3 separate regions of the Mus musculus genome follow, and all the other regions are linked to region 2. A link is a contact called in public ChIA-PET and HiChIP or PLAC-seq data. All regions are on one chromosome and are shown on one strand. Each heading gives the region's core, a stretch centred on a gene start, on an enhancer-like site or on the middle of the called end of the contact. The rest is flanking DNA. Distances are from core to core; before and after follow the strand shown. Region 1 has its middle 26 kb from the start of Bcorl1. Region 2 holds the start of Sash3 (SAM and SH3 domain containing 3). Region 3 has its middle 49 kb from the start of Apln.

Region 1 (4,105 bases), core at 1,511-4,010, 170 kb before region 2:
TGCAAAAGCAAGGAACAGATAACGGGATTCTCTGGGTTGGAGTTGCAAGGACCTAGATGGGAAAATAAGAACAGAGCCCAGCTACAGAGTATCCTCTGGAGCAGGTTGCAAGAGGCTTTCACACACAGGTAGGGGTTAAGCCTGTGTAGACTTCGAAGTCGCAGTCGGAGTTGGTTCTGAAAGGGAAAAAAAAAATCCTCAAGGAGATGGAGGGTAGGGGGAAGCCTTGCTATCTCTCCTGTTGAGTCCTGGTCGCCATGTGAAGAAAGGCCAGTGGTGGGTAATGGTTTTATTTGGGAGGAGGAGTTGGCCTGTCAGGACCTTTAAGTGTAAGACGGCAGCTGGAAGTTCGCTACTCACATACCTCACAGGCAGTGCGCACATGCTCCTGGAATGAGCACAGGATGTTTTCCGCCTCTACAGGCTGGGGCAGCGGGGAGGGGTGGGGCAGAGGGGAGCTGGGAGAGCCAAGCACACTCGGTGACAGCTGCAAACCTGACCTGTAGGCTTCTTTATCCCCCTTTGCATTCTGGCAAGGGTGGCCTGGCCTGGGTGACCCCTGCCCTCCCTTCTTTGATCTGCACGAACCCTGTCCTCCTCCTCCACTCAGATGGGACCATTCTCACTGGCTTGATAGATCCTGTGCAATGGTGGCACAGGTTTCAGATATATCTATGGCTATACATGTCAGCAGATTCTGGCAGGTGCCAACATACAAACACATGTTATACATATGCATACTCAAGGTATGAAGAACAAAAGACTGACTTTGTACTGAGGAACATCTCATCTGCAAAAGAAATTTTCTGAGAGCACCTTAGAGAGTCCTTCTGGCTCCAGTGTTCAGTGTTTTGACACCTTGAATTGAGGTTACTTTAAAAGCCAGGCCAATGAAAAAACATCCACCAAAACAGTTGTGATTGTTGGCTGTTGATTTGTCAGATAGTTGGGTTTGAAGACGTTCAGAAAGACAGTTACTTGATGTGAGGTAGCATCCTCTTACTTTACAAGGTGTGGTCTTATACTGACACCCAGACTGTGTGGTACATTGGCTTTTGTATATCAGCTGAGTTTGAGCATTTACATCAGTGAGTGTATCCATGGATGCATGTCGAAGTTGCATCAAAGAATAGGAAAGGCAAACGAGAGTCTGTCAATTAACAGAATCCCTTCCATTTCTAGGTCATTTAGTCAACAGCCCTTTACTGAGCTAGGAAGTGTGTGGGGAGCTAGAGAGATAGAAATAAATAAGGTGTGGTTTCTGCCCTCCAGGGGCTCACCTTCGACGGGGCAGACAAACACATAAACAAATAATTACAATACAATGTGATAATAGAGGCATAAAGATTAAGACTGCATTAGGAGAGCACAGAAAAAGGACCAATTAATTCTGCCTGGGGGTGTCCGAGGCAGAAACTATGCCAGTAATACTCTCACTTTACAACCGTTCTAAAACCCTTGAATTATTACCGTCACAGTCTTACTTTCAAGCCATTTAAGACTTGCACCTTTGTCACGCCCTGGCCCCCTCCTCGAGACAAAGCTAGGAAGATTCAGGAAATCATCCAGGAGAACTTGGGCATGTCTAGTGAGCAAGGAAGCGGGTTTTGGATTGAAGAGTGAGGTTGTGGGAAGAGAACCAGTGTTTCCAAGCAGAGGCACAGAGGGCCTGTCTGCACAACCAGAAGAGGATTGGCCAAATGGCATGCTGGGATCAAAACAGCTCACTGGGAGCAACTGCTACCCAAACCTCTCTCAGTTGGGGGTGGGGGTGGGGAGACGACAACGTGAGGATTGAAGTTGGTGGTGTCATTGGTTTAGCTAGTAGGGACTTAGGAGTGGGGAGTGAGAGAGAGACCCCCGGGACAGAGAATCCAGTCCTCTCTGCCTGTCCAAATGCTGTGGATGGAGATCACCTTCAATGGGCATGTGCTTTGTGTTCTCTGCACTAAGAATAGGGCTGCATTAGGGGTCACTTCTATTTTGCCAAGTGCTTCTAGTGAATGGCAGTGCTGACTTGTGAGATGGTCCCTGATGGGCTGGAACGTCTCTAAAGTTAATATGGAGAGAAGCTAACTAGCTGGATGGAGGGCGGAAGCAATGATCTCTGGATTCTGCACTGGGTTCTAACCATTGCCTTATCCAAGAGACGGTCCGTGGGAAATGAATCTCTAGTCACTACCCTTACCCAAATCTATCGCCTCTCTCCTTCCTTACCCTTGGGACTACCACTTCATCAGGACCAGGGCATTCTCTCCCTTCCTGTACACCCTCGATCTTTATACCTAAAGATGCTACTGCGAAGAGAAGCCTGGGATTGTGCCTTGAATGACCCCCCTAACACATCTGGATTTTTTTCGAGTTCAGGCCAGCCCCCGAAACGGACCCCAGGGAAGTGCCAGATGGAGAGGGCCGGCGATGGGCGGTGGGGAGGGTGGGCAGCGCGGAGCGAAGGGCCTGCCTTTTCGGACTCCCTGCCCCAGGACTAAGACCGTCCCAAACTTCCTGTTTCTTCTGGCCGCTCTGACCCCAAGGGCTGCGGCTCCAAGATAGCTCAGGGCCTGGAAGTGCATGCTGGGTAAGGGCAGACGACCGGGGAAAGCGAGCTGCTGGCAGTAGTCAGCGCCCGGCTGGTGTGGGCACGATCTCCGCTTCCTTCTCCCGCGGTCGTGCTTTGCTCGCGGGATGTGCATCGGGCAGGTGGCTGGGAGGCCCTTGACACCGAGGGCTGTGGGAGGAGCCTAAGGCGGGCGGGGGTGGCCCGAGGGGCGTGGGTGTGGGCGTGGGCTGGGAGTTTCTGCATCTTAAAGAGATGCGGAGTTGCCTTCTCCACAGGCCGAAGTTCGAGCCGACCTCGCCTCTCCAAGTGCAGGAAATCCTGGAGTGGCAGCGCAGCCTGCTTGGCCCAGTCCAGGACCGGAGCTCTCTAGCCCCGCTGAAGCTCTACAGGGAGCAGTTTAGGGCCAGTAAAAGGAACTCTGTCCTTGTTCAGCGAAGACAAAACGGAATGCAGCTGGCAATCGTCTCCCCTAAAGTGGGATTGGAATTTTAACAACAACAACAAAAAAAGTGCAGGCAGATGCTCCGCTGGACTCCTTAGAGAAATGAAGGTGATGCCAATCAATGAGAGGAAGAGGTCGGAAAGGGCAGCTCAGTTCCCTGGTCCTCAAGATAGATTGCTGGGGTTGGGTAGAGGACTTGCTTCAAAGGTGGAGGAGAGGAAAGGTTTTGGAAGGATTATTTGATACATAAAGGTGGTTAGTTAAGTCAGAAGAGAAGTTAAACTCTGAACTCTCCTCTCCTCTTCCTTTGGGGCCACGCACATCCTGCGCACAACTGAATCTCCCTTGTAACTTCCCTCAGCCTCTCAATCTCAATTTTCCTTAGTCTTCGGCTCTTCACCGTGTTTACTTGGGATCGCGAGGAAATCGTTGTTATACTCTCCCTCAGCTCGCTGCAGGGGTCCATGTTGAATGTGGGGTCCAAACAAAATGAGAGGTAGGCTACACAAGACACAGACACGCAGGGGCCTGACTTCACAGATTACCGCCCCTGATTGTTTTATTTTTCTATTTAATTATTTACTTATTGAGGCGGAGTCTTGCTAGGTACCTCAGACTGGTCTGGACTTCACCACGGAGCCCACACTGGCTTTGAACTTGATTGAGCTCCTTCAGCATTTCAAAAACACAAGCAGCTTCGCTCAGTTTATGGCTCCCATTTTGAAGGTGGAGAAACTGAGGCCACCCAGATGGCTTAATCATTTGCTGAGCTCACGCAGGGAGATGGTAATAGAGATTAGAATGGGGTTTGTGCTTCGGGGTCAGATTAAGCAGCCATATTCTCCCCCAAGTCCCTCTAGCTCGCCACTTCAAATGGCTGAATGATTCTTTATTAATTCTCGTTGCCATAGTTTTGGTAGCATGTTTTATTGTTTCTGTCACCTGTGCTAGGTCATAAGTATTCAAGTGATGGAGATGATTTTTTTGTTTTGTTTTTGTTTTTCGAGATAGGGTTTCTCTGTATAGCCCTGGCTGTCCTGGAACTCAACTTTGTAGACCAGGCTGGCCTCGAACTCAGAAATCCGCCTGCCTCTGCCTCCCAA
Region 2 (4,633 bases), core at 1,741-4,240:
GCAAAAGGAAAGTAGTTGGGACTTGAAGATGATGCAAGTGTCCACAGAGCAGCTAAGGGAGAATCCCTCCCACTCTAGAGCATCCTGCATCCTTATGAACCACAGTAGGTACCATGTTCTGAACCTACTGTAGCAAAGGCCTACTCCCTCCTCTGTTCTGTTGGCTTCTCTCATCTCTCAGTCCACAACTTTCTTGGTGTTCCTTGCAGAGTTCTTCTACTGGAGGGCTGAATCTTGGGCTTGTTACTCTCTCTTAGTGCTTCTGAGATCAGTTATGGGACAAGGGTATGCAGAGAGAAGGAGAGAAGATTCTGAAATTAAGCACCCTGGCTTGGAACGCTGCAACACACTCTCTGTGATAGCTCCAGCAAATGTCCCCAGTCGGAGTGTCCAGTGTGAAATCAGTATATACCTGTCTCTACTCTGAGGTTGCAGTGAAAACTCCGCAAGCTAAACCGTGACTGAGGTACAGAGTGTAGCACGTGGCCGCTGACAAGCCTTCCCTCAGTGTGGCTCTCCATACCGTTAGGCCCTGCTTTCTGTACTTCAAGACTGGGACCTTGGTTTATTCTTTGCTGTGTGTCTGCTCCATCTGGGCTCATGCCAAAGCTAGCACCCCCTTGTAGGCAGAAGCACACACCGGAGAGGGTGCTCTCACAGCTATTATTCCAGTGAGCCCTACCTCCAGAGATCACCTTTTCTTTCAGAGGTGAAGAAACTGAGGCCCAGGGGAAGTACTGTCCAGGCTCCTATGGCAGAATGGGAGCATTCTAACTCCACTTTCTTGCCCTCTCTCCAGTACATTTTCATTGGCTGAAGGAGGAAAAGAGGCAGGAACAGGAGGGAGGAGCTTCCTTTGTCCCTGTATATTCCCTTCTATCACATCACCTCAGTTTCCAAAGGGAAGAGACTTGACTTCAGTCATCTGGCAATCAAAGATGAAGCTGGCTACTGTCTCTGGGCCTTGGGACGATGCCACATCTTCTGGAGGTTTGGTTGTGTTAAGGGCATTTTTATAGTATGGGGCTTGAATATGTAAAGGCAAACTCATCTGGCCTCCTGGAGGCTGCCAGAGGCCCTGGCAGGGGTGAGGTGCAGTTTGTGTGGACTAAAGGATGTGGACCACAGACTTTTCTAGAGGAAACCTGGAGGGATTCCCAGATGCAGGATCTGAGTAACTGGAGCCAAGAGAGAGGAAAGGGGTTTCTTATTCTGTAGGCCTTGGGGCACCTCTACCTGAGGTAGCTGCGGACTCTGGTGTCAGCTCTTTCTCAGACTTTTTCTTCCAGCTTGATTCTGCTGTGGTTTGGGGCCTACCAGGGTCTATATAGCAGTCTCTGTTTTTCTCATGAGCTTGAGAGCAAGGGGAAGTGGCTTTGCTCTTGAGGAGTGGCAGCCAATGACAAGCCTTTGGGGCCTAGTTTTGGCGGGGGTGGGGGGGTGGGGTGACAAGGCCCTGTGTGAATATTCACAAATCTTACCCTTCTCCACCTACCCGCCACTGCGATCTTACAGAAGCAGCTGAAGTGGAGAGAGTACAGCCGAAAGCGGCAGCCACCCAGATCCTGAGAGGTGGGACAGGATGCACACCCCAATGCTCTCAGCCTGTCTCTTAGTTGTCGCCCACTGCCTGGGAACTGTTCTGACAAGGGGGCATCCCCCCACAGTGCACCTGAGTTGAATTCCATGGAAAAATGGATAGGGCACAGTGAGAGTCCTGGAGGCCCCTGATTAAGGCTTGGGTGCTTGGATCTAGTCAGGCCTGCTTTGGACCATTCCTGTGGTCCACTTAGACATGCAGACTGGACAGGCTGATTGCCTGGGAGAGTCCTGACATAAAATGAACTCTATACATACAGCCAGGGAAACCTGGATATCAGAGTCTTCAAGAATCATTCAGTCTAGCTCCTGTCTCAGGAAGATGAACACTTCAGCCATTTTTGACAGCTACCTTCCTTCCTGGACTTTGAAATCCCCTTCCCTCCCCCAACGAACTTTTCCCCCTTAGCTCTCACACCTACTCACCATGCAAGTCATCAGCTCCATTTCTCATTCTTCATAAGTTCACTTGCCCAGAAAGAACCTGTTCAACCCCCCCCACACACACACACACACCACCACCACCACCTGAACTTTACGGCATTTGGGTGGGCTCTTTTCCTGAGTCTGAAATTTACTTACTGCTTCATCTCCAGTGGCCTGGGGGAGATGTTGTAGATCTGAGCCTAGTGGGAAATGGCTATGGCTCCTGCCAAAGAGTTAGGGAGTCTGTGACCACCTTGGCTGGGTAGGCTAGTAGGGCCCTTTGAATGAGGTAGTCCCCAGAGGACACACTCGAGCAAAAGCAACACAGAACCCGAGCTAGAGAGACAAAATTAATTACGCTCTTTGGATTCAATTTGAACACGACATTTTGTAACTCTCCAACTGATGTCTGTGGATTTAACTCTTATGTTCTTCAGTCTATCACTCTAGACTTCCAAAGGCCCAACTCATAGCTCTGTATTCCAGAGTTTAGAAAGTACCTTCAGTACTTTTACTACTCAAGTGAGCGTTGAGCCCCATCCCCTTGCTTTCTGGAAGAACCCTCACGTCCAAGCTCAACATAGAGCCTTGGTTCAACTTCCACCTTCTAAGAGTCCATGAAGGCCTTGGTAGAGAGTGTAGAGGAGAGAAGGAAGGAGTGTACGCTCAAAGATGCGCCTTACCTTTTTCTTCTGAGTGGGCTCTTTGTCACTGGCGTTGGAGGGTTTGCGACGCAACATGGTCCTCTACAGAAATGGCACTCCTGCTCTGTTCTCCAAGGAGCTAAGATGCAAAAATCTCTTGTTAAAGCCTCCCCAGCACCAGCCAGTTGGCACAGCATAGACTGAGCCTGGGGCTGCTACTCTTTACTGCTGCAGTGGCAGCTTGGGGGTGCGGGCCATGGACACCCAGCAGCAGCAGCATACAGGAAACCTTGCCACGTGACCTGCTCTTACAGCAATCATGGCCCCTGCCGGCCTCTAGGGAGGAAGGAAGTCCCAGCTTCAGTCTCCAGAGATTCTGATGCAGACAGACCTTGAGTTGAACAGTCAGAGAAAAGCCCCAATCCTGTTGTCTCCGGTCATCCACTACAGTCCTTTCATGTTCTGGCTTATTTGGGCTTTACACTCACTGACTAAACCTCTGAAATCAGAAGGTGAACAATCTCCCTGCCTGTTGAGTAAATGCCCCCAGTCTATTTGCATCTTCCAAGTCATTACTGCGATCACGATTACCATTACTGTCACTCCTGTGGCCATCATCTTGATGGTTATCACTACTGCTACCATTACCAGATAGCCATTACTACAACCGTGACTACCACCACTCCCCACGCCCCAGCCATCATCCCTCCTACCATCCCTACTGCCGTCAGTATACCTTAGCTATGATTGGTAAAGCTCTCATCTCTTCAGAGATTTCTACTGCTTCATCATCCTTAGAGTGGTCACCTTTACAGATGCTATAGTCATTTCCATGATGCTCTCATCCCTACAACCTTCAATAGCCCTGTATCCACTGTTTCTAAAGCTATCAATCCAGCAACTATCCACATTTCCATCAGCACACATATGGTTTTCAGTCTAGATGAGGTGTGCCTACACACAACAACCCCTCAGGTCATACAAGAACAACTGAGAAATGTTTGAAGGCAATGCCACGTCAACAGCAGGTGCCCCATTCAAAAGGCATTCATCAACTGCCTGGGCATTGCGCCCATCTTGTGGGTTACATTCAGCACATGATGGTGATGATGATGATAATGATGACAATGGCAATGTTGATTTGCAGTGCTTAGGGGTCTCACCTATGGCTTACCCATGCCAGGTAAGTTTACTACCATTGAGCAATTGCGGTAGATGTTTAAGTACTTTCAATGATTCCTGTTCACTACAAAGCAACTGGTATGTATCATTTACACTTTATCAAATACAGATGACAATAAAATGAAATTTCAAAAAAGTCTCCATAATTGGATTTCACACTGTTTAGGTAAATATCCTTTACTGTTTTCAGCACCTAGCACCTCTCTCTAGACAGAAATTTACTTCTTACAAAGAATCACACCCGTACAGGACGAAAAACATTGGTTTGGGGAGATTTGGAAAAATTGGAGGGACAGATAACTAAGGACATATAGAACATTTTGGAGGTGATGAATAAGTTTGTTTATTGTGATTGTGGTAATAGTTTTAGGAATGTCTACATCAGGAAAACTATCTTGAATTTTTAATGAAAATAAACTCCCCATTTCTCCTGCTCAAGGCCTTACTGTGTGTCCCAGGCTGGCTTGGAACTTATGATGAGTGCTGGGATTATAGATGTGGACCACCATGACTGGCCGAACTAGTCTGGAACGGTTATTTTTCATGTGGACATGCGTGTGTATGTGTGCACACTCAGGATGCGTTCTCAGCTGTGCGTTCACATCTGGGGGTAGCAGTCGATGCTCTATTACTCTCTACCTTAGTTTTGGGGAAAGGGGCCCTCGCCACATCTGGAGCTGATGGTTTTCAGCTAGACTGGCTGGCTAGTGACCTTCTGGGATCCATAGGTCTCTGCTTTCCCCATTCAGGGCTGGAGTTATAGATATCTGTCTATCACCCAG
Region 3 (4,617 bases), core at 1,174-3,673, 160 kb after region 2:
TTCTTCCAGATGGCGATCCAGTTGTCCCAGCCCTGTTGATTGAGTGCAGACAGGAGAACCAGTTCAGTACAATGAGAGGCTCACAGGGACTGAGGAGGAGTGTGGGAACGGCAGGTGCACCAGTTCACAGTCGCTCCATGCTCACTCCAGCTGTGAGTGATGAGGGGCGAAATGGCTGCTCAGAACCATATTTGTTAACTGCCGTTTCGTTGGTCTTCTGAGCATTCATGTATGAATTCTTTTGAGTTAAATGATGGATAGCATAGACTTGCTACCAAAGATTGTGCTAAAGGGCCCTGCCGCCACTTGGTAGGGCTCAGAGCAGAACAGTCTAGATTACAATGTTTCTCTGAAGGGCCAGGTAGTAAATGGTTTTGTTTGTGAGTCACTGCCGCAACCATGCAATTCTCTCATTGTAGTAAAACACAGTTATAGATAACCTGGAAAAAATAGCATTGCTGTGCTCCAATCAAACTTTGCTTACAAAATTAGATGGTATGTTGGATTTGGACCATGGTTTGCCAACCCCTGAGAGCCTCTAGAACAGAATTCTACAGAATTTGTTCACAGGAAAATCATACATTAGTCATATTGTATAGTATAATACTAAACATTATCACCAAGAGTCCTTGTGGCTAGGCAGGTGGGCGAGGCTTCTGGGTAAGGTCCCTCAGAAAGTATACCCTGTGTCTACTTTCTCCAAACAGGTTATTTTGGCATTCTGGGTTTCCCAGGGTGTCCTTGAATTTAGTATAAATCTCATCAGCTAGGGCACTACACAGAGGTGTTCACTCCAGTCCCCCTCACCACTTACAGCAGACTATTTCTGTTGGTAGGACTGTAGTGGCATTCATTGAGGACACAGAAAACTCAGGAAAGGTTTGGCTGCTTTGGTTTTTTTTTTTTAAATGATGGGTTCAGTCCAAGATAAATGTGGGGCATCTGGGCGGAGCTCTCTAGTCTGTAGTGACATATAAGTATTCACTTAATGTCAACTCAACCCGTTTTATGCTTTCATAGAAAGAGAAAATACTGGTGGGAAGTATTCTGAATGCCACTCACGCTCGGGCCAAGCAATTGTGTTCAGGGAATCAATGTGAGATGTCGCTCTGCCATCCCTTTAGCAGCTGTCAGTTCTAACTTATGTCTTGTGGTATGATTATCTCCCTGGAGTGAGCATGATTCCTATATTTAAAGAGATCAGTGGGTGCCAGGTGGGGGTGGCATAACACCTTGAATCCCAGCACTCGTGAAGGCAGAGGAAGGTGGATCTCTGAGTTCAAAACCAGCCTTGTCTATGGACTGAGTTCCAGGACAGCCAGGGCTATACAGAGAAACCCTATCTTGAAAACACACACACACACACACACACACACACACACACACACTCCACAGAGACAGTCAAAGACAGAAACAGTGACAGAGGTAGGGATGGAGATTGGAGGTGGGGAGGAGGGGGAGGGAGAGGGAGGGAGGGAAGGAGAGAGAGAGAGGAAGGAAGGGAAGAAGACAGAGGGGGGCACTCACACATTCTGGAACATTACCTTGCATTGGGAATAGTTAGGGGACTCTAGCCCCTGTGATCACTCCATTATTTTTAAAAAATAGCAGACTTCAGAACACCAACCAAGTAGGTGATAACACCAATGTAAAAATGGTTCTGAAGTGGAAGGTGGCAGGGATGGATACCGCTTCAGATCCAATGGTTTGGGACTTGTTAGCCCACAGGTGGGAACTGCAGGCAAAAGAATGAGCTAGGTTAATGGAGAAATGCAGTAGGAGAGGAGATGTGACCAAATCCCAGTACATGCCACCAGTTAGTGGTGGGGCCAAGAAGCAAAAGGAGCCGGTAACTGCATCTCCAAGCCATTGGGAGAAAGCTAGGAAAAGTGTTTTCCAAATTAGGTCACATTCATGGGTGCTGGGGATTAAAACGTGAACATATGCATTTGGAGGGCTCTACTGCAACTCACAACAACCTTGTCTACCTTCAATCTCATTCCTTCTCCAGCTACCTGGTCAGGGCTCATTTGGTTTCTTCCCAGTTCTCATACGTCTCTCCCCAGCCCTCTCCTCCAGATGGTCCAGTCACTTCCTTTCCCCTCTCCACAGAAGATGTAAGTCATTAGCTCTAGGCAGCAAGATTACTTCCCAACTGTGGTTGGTGCTTTCAAAATAACTGAGAAAGGAAAATATTATTTGATTTGGCATGGTGTTCTATGAACTATGGGCTGAAATATCCACTGCCTTTACACATTTCCAATTCAGTCTTTTTTTTTAAAGGCTTTGTTTTTGTTGGCTTTTTGAGCAACAGTAGAAAAGAAACAATGCCAAAATAAGAAAAATAACTCCAGTTAAATGCTTTTAACAAGAGAGAACCGTCATTCTCTGCTGCCATCTACTGGCCATAGCTGCAACCTGCACGTGATCCTTATTTTGTGCGCGCGCGCGCGCGCGCGTGCGTGCGTGCGTGCGTGCGTGCGTGTGTGTGTGTGTGTGTGTGTGTGTGTGTGTGTGTGCTTGTGTTAGGGCGTTATCTTGGAGATCTATACTCCATAGAGCTATTCCTATGGGGTACATATAAGATGAGATGTCAGTGATCCTCTGTCAAAACCCTTCAATATGAGGGTGAGGGCATAGCACTGGCAAGGACGCCTCCAGTCACCTCTATTCTTGAGGGAGAAACTGTATTCATTCACTCCAACACAGAGACATTTCTTTTTTCACAAAATACTGTTTTCCTTAATCTTTTTCTGAGTATAAAAAAGTAATATTCACTCATTGTAAAACATCTAGTAAACCAGCTGTGAAATATCCAAGGTCACTAAAATCATTGAGGTTGATCATCAATCAAAGCGTATGCACTTTACCATAATTTCCAGCAATACTCCCAAAGTCACTATGGATGCTCCTGTAATTTTAAGCAACATTCTGCTTTCCATATAAAGGCAATGTACAGCACCAGGACAAATCTTTCATGCACTTAATGGCTTCTAAAGTTCCCTCCATGCATGCGTATGCACTTTACCATAATTTCCAGCAATACTCCCAAAGTCACTATGGATGCTCCTGTAATTTTAAGCAACATTCTGCTTTCCATATAAAGGTAATGTACAGCATCAGGACAAATCTTTCATGCACTTAATGGCTTCTAAAGTTCCCTCCATGCACATTCTGAAGTTATCATGGACAACCATGTTATGATCCCAAAGGACTGTTGTCAAGAGTTTAGAGCACTGTTTCCACGTACATTAAAGCAGGTGACACTTTGCTTTGTGAGACTGGTTATTTGGTTTAACATGACAATCCTCAGTGCTATCTGATCTGCCTATGAATCCTAGGATTTCTGTTTTCTTGATGGCTGAAAAAACATCTGTTGGGCATACACATCTCATTTTCTTTAGCCATCCATCCGTTGATGGTCATTTAGGCTGGCTCCATTTAAAAGCTATTGTGAATACTGTAGCAGTAAATATGGCTGCTCAGGTAGCTCTGAGGTATGGTGACTTAGAATCCTTCAGGACAGTCAGTGGTCTTCTCAGCTTTTTGAGAAACTCTGATTGATTTCCATAGTCACTGTACCAGTTTGAATTCTCACCGGCTGGGGATGAGGATTCCACACCACTCTCTCTGAATATGCACCAACATTTGCTTTCTTTCGTAAAAGCCACTCTGATTCGGTTAGATGGAATCTCCAAATAGTTTTCTATTTGTGTGTTTGTTTCATTAGCATAGCACATGTAGATTTATTAAGGAAAGGTGAGAAAGAACTACAGAGACTGGGAAGGGTTCCTTTATGTTACTCTCACTGATGGCTAAGACACTGAACATTTTCATATGCTTATTGGACATTTGTACTTCCTCTGAGAATTGTCTGTTAATTAACTTGCACAATTTTTGGATTGGATCATTTGTTCTTTGAAAAACATTTTACGGGGCTGGAGAGATGGCTCAGTGGTTAAGAGCACTGACTGCTCTTCCAGAGGCTCTGAGTTCAATTCCCAGCAACCACATGGTGGCTCACAACCATCTGTAATGGGCATCCAATGTGTCTTCTGCTGTGTCTGAAGACAGTGACAGTATATCCACATATATGAAATAAATATGGCCGGAGAGATCGGGGGCCTGAGGGAGTGGGACCGGAAAAAAGAAAGAAAGAAAGAAAGGAACTGTATTACCATCTGCATACCTACAATAAGCTATGACTACTTAGTTGTGAAAGATTTACTACTGTCCCCTACAATTGATCAGGAACAGTTCAAGCTATCCACTCTCTGCACTTTCACTCAACATAGTACTGCAAGGCCCTAACCACTTTGATACACCAAGAAAGGGAAATAAAATACATAGTGATTGGAAAGACAAAGAGAGAGAAAGAAAGCAAGAAAGCAAGAAAGCAAGAAAGCAAGCAAGCAAGAAAGAAAGAAAGAAGGAAGGAAGGAAGGAAGGAAGGAAGGAAGGAAGGAGAGAAGGAGGGAGGGAGGGAGGGAGGGAGGAAGGAAGGAAGGAAGGAAGGAAGAAAGGAAAGAAGAAAGAAAGGAAAGAAGAAAGAAAGAAAAATATTTTACTTACTTACTGTTTCACAATTTTCTTTTATTCTTTTTGAGACAAGGTCTC

Evidence for each region. ChIA-PET counts read pairs in DNA pulled down with a chosen protein or histone mark. HiChIP or PLAC-seq counts read pairs in DNA pulled down with a chosen protein or histone mark.
Region 1: a contact with region 2 is called in an RNA polymerase II ChIA-PET map of effector CD8 T cells, with 17 read pairs. The contact joins the enhancer-like site here to the promoter of Sash3 in region 2. A contact is called at or near these places in 6 of 39 promoter capture datasets (the C10 cell line, the HPC-7 cell line, cranial neural crest and 2 more), 5 of 115 datasets of contacts at active chromatin or transcription factors (effector CD8 T cells, memory CD8 T cells, microglia and 2 more) and 2 of 9 other capture datasets (adipose tissue and liver).
Region 3: an H3K4me3 HiChIP or PLAC-seq map of bone marrow-derived macrophages shows a contact between it and region 2, with 2.8 times the contacts expected there. The contact joins the enhancer-like site here to the promoter of Sash3 in region 2. A contact is called at or near these places in 7 of 39 promoter capture datasets (the 3T3-L1 cell line, 3T3-L1-derived adipocytes, embryonic stem cells and 3 more), 2 of 484 Hi-C or Micro-C datasets (cranial neural crest and embryonic fibroblasts), 4 of 115 datasets of contacts at active chromatin or transcription factors (acute myeloid leukemia, bone marrow-derived macrophages and embryonic stem cells) and 2 of 9 other capture datasets (adipose tissue and embryonic stem cells).

What each region holds. Positions count from the first base shown.
Region 1 is chrX:48,313,421-48,317,525 of GRCm38.p6, reverse strand. No RefSeq gene overlaps it. Among named protein-coding and RNA genes, the nearest start is that of Bcorl1, 26 kb to the left of the region's middle. Within about 2 kb of position 2,760, at least 256 of the 459 cell types and tissues checked have an H3K27ac peak or open chromatin away from gene starts, as enhancers often do. A contact at or near this core is called in the HPC-7 cell line, adipose tissue, effector CD8 T cells and 5 more, where this site is marked.
Region 2 is chrX:48,144,793-48,149,425 of GRCm38.p6, reverse strand. It overlaps Sash3 (SAM and SH3 domain containing 3), which reads right to left and starts at 2,990. Exons shown (of 8, transcript NM_028773.4): 1 at 2,709-2,990. The coding sequence starts at 2,765.
Region 3 is chrX:47,983,172-47,987,788 of GRCm38.p6, reverse strand. No RefSeq gene overlaps it. Among named protein-coding and RNA genes, the nearest start is that of Apln, 49 kb to the left of the region's middle. Within about 2 kb of position 2,423, at least 8 of the 459 cell types and tissues checked have an H3K27ac peak or open chromatin away from gene starts, as enhancers often do. A contact at or near this core is called in adipose tissue and bone marrow-derived macrophages, where this site is marked.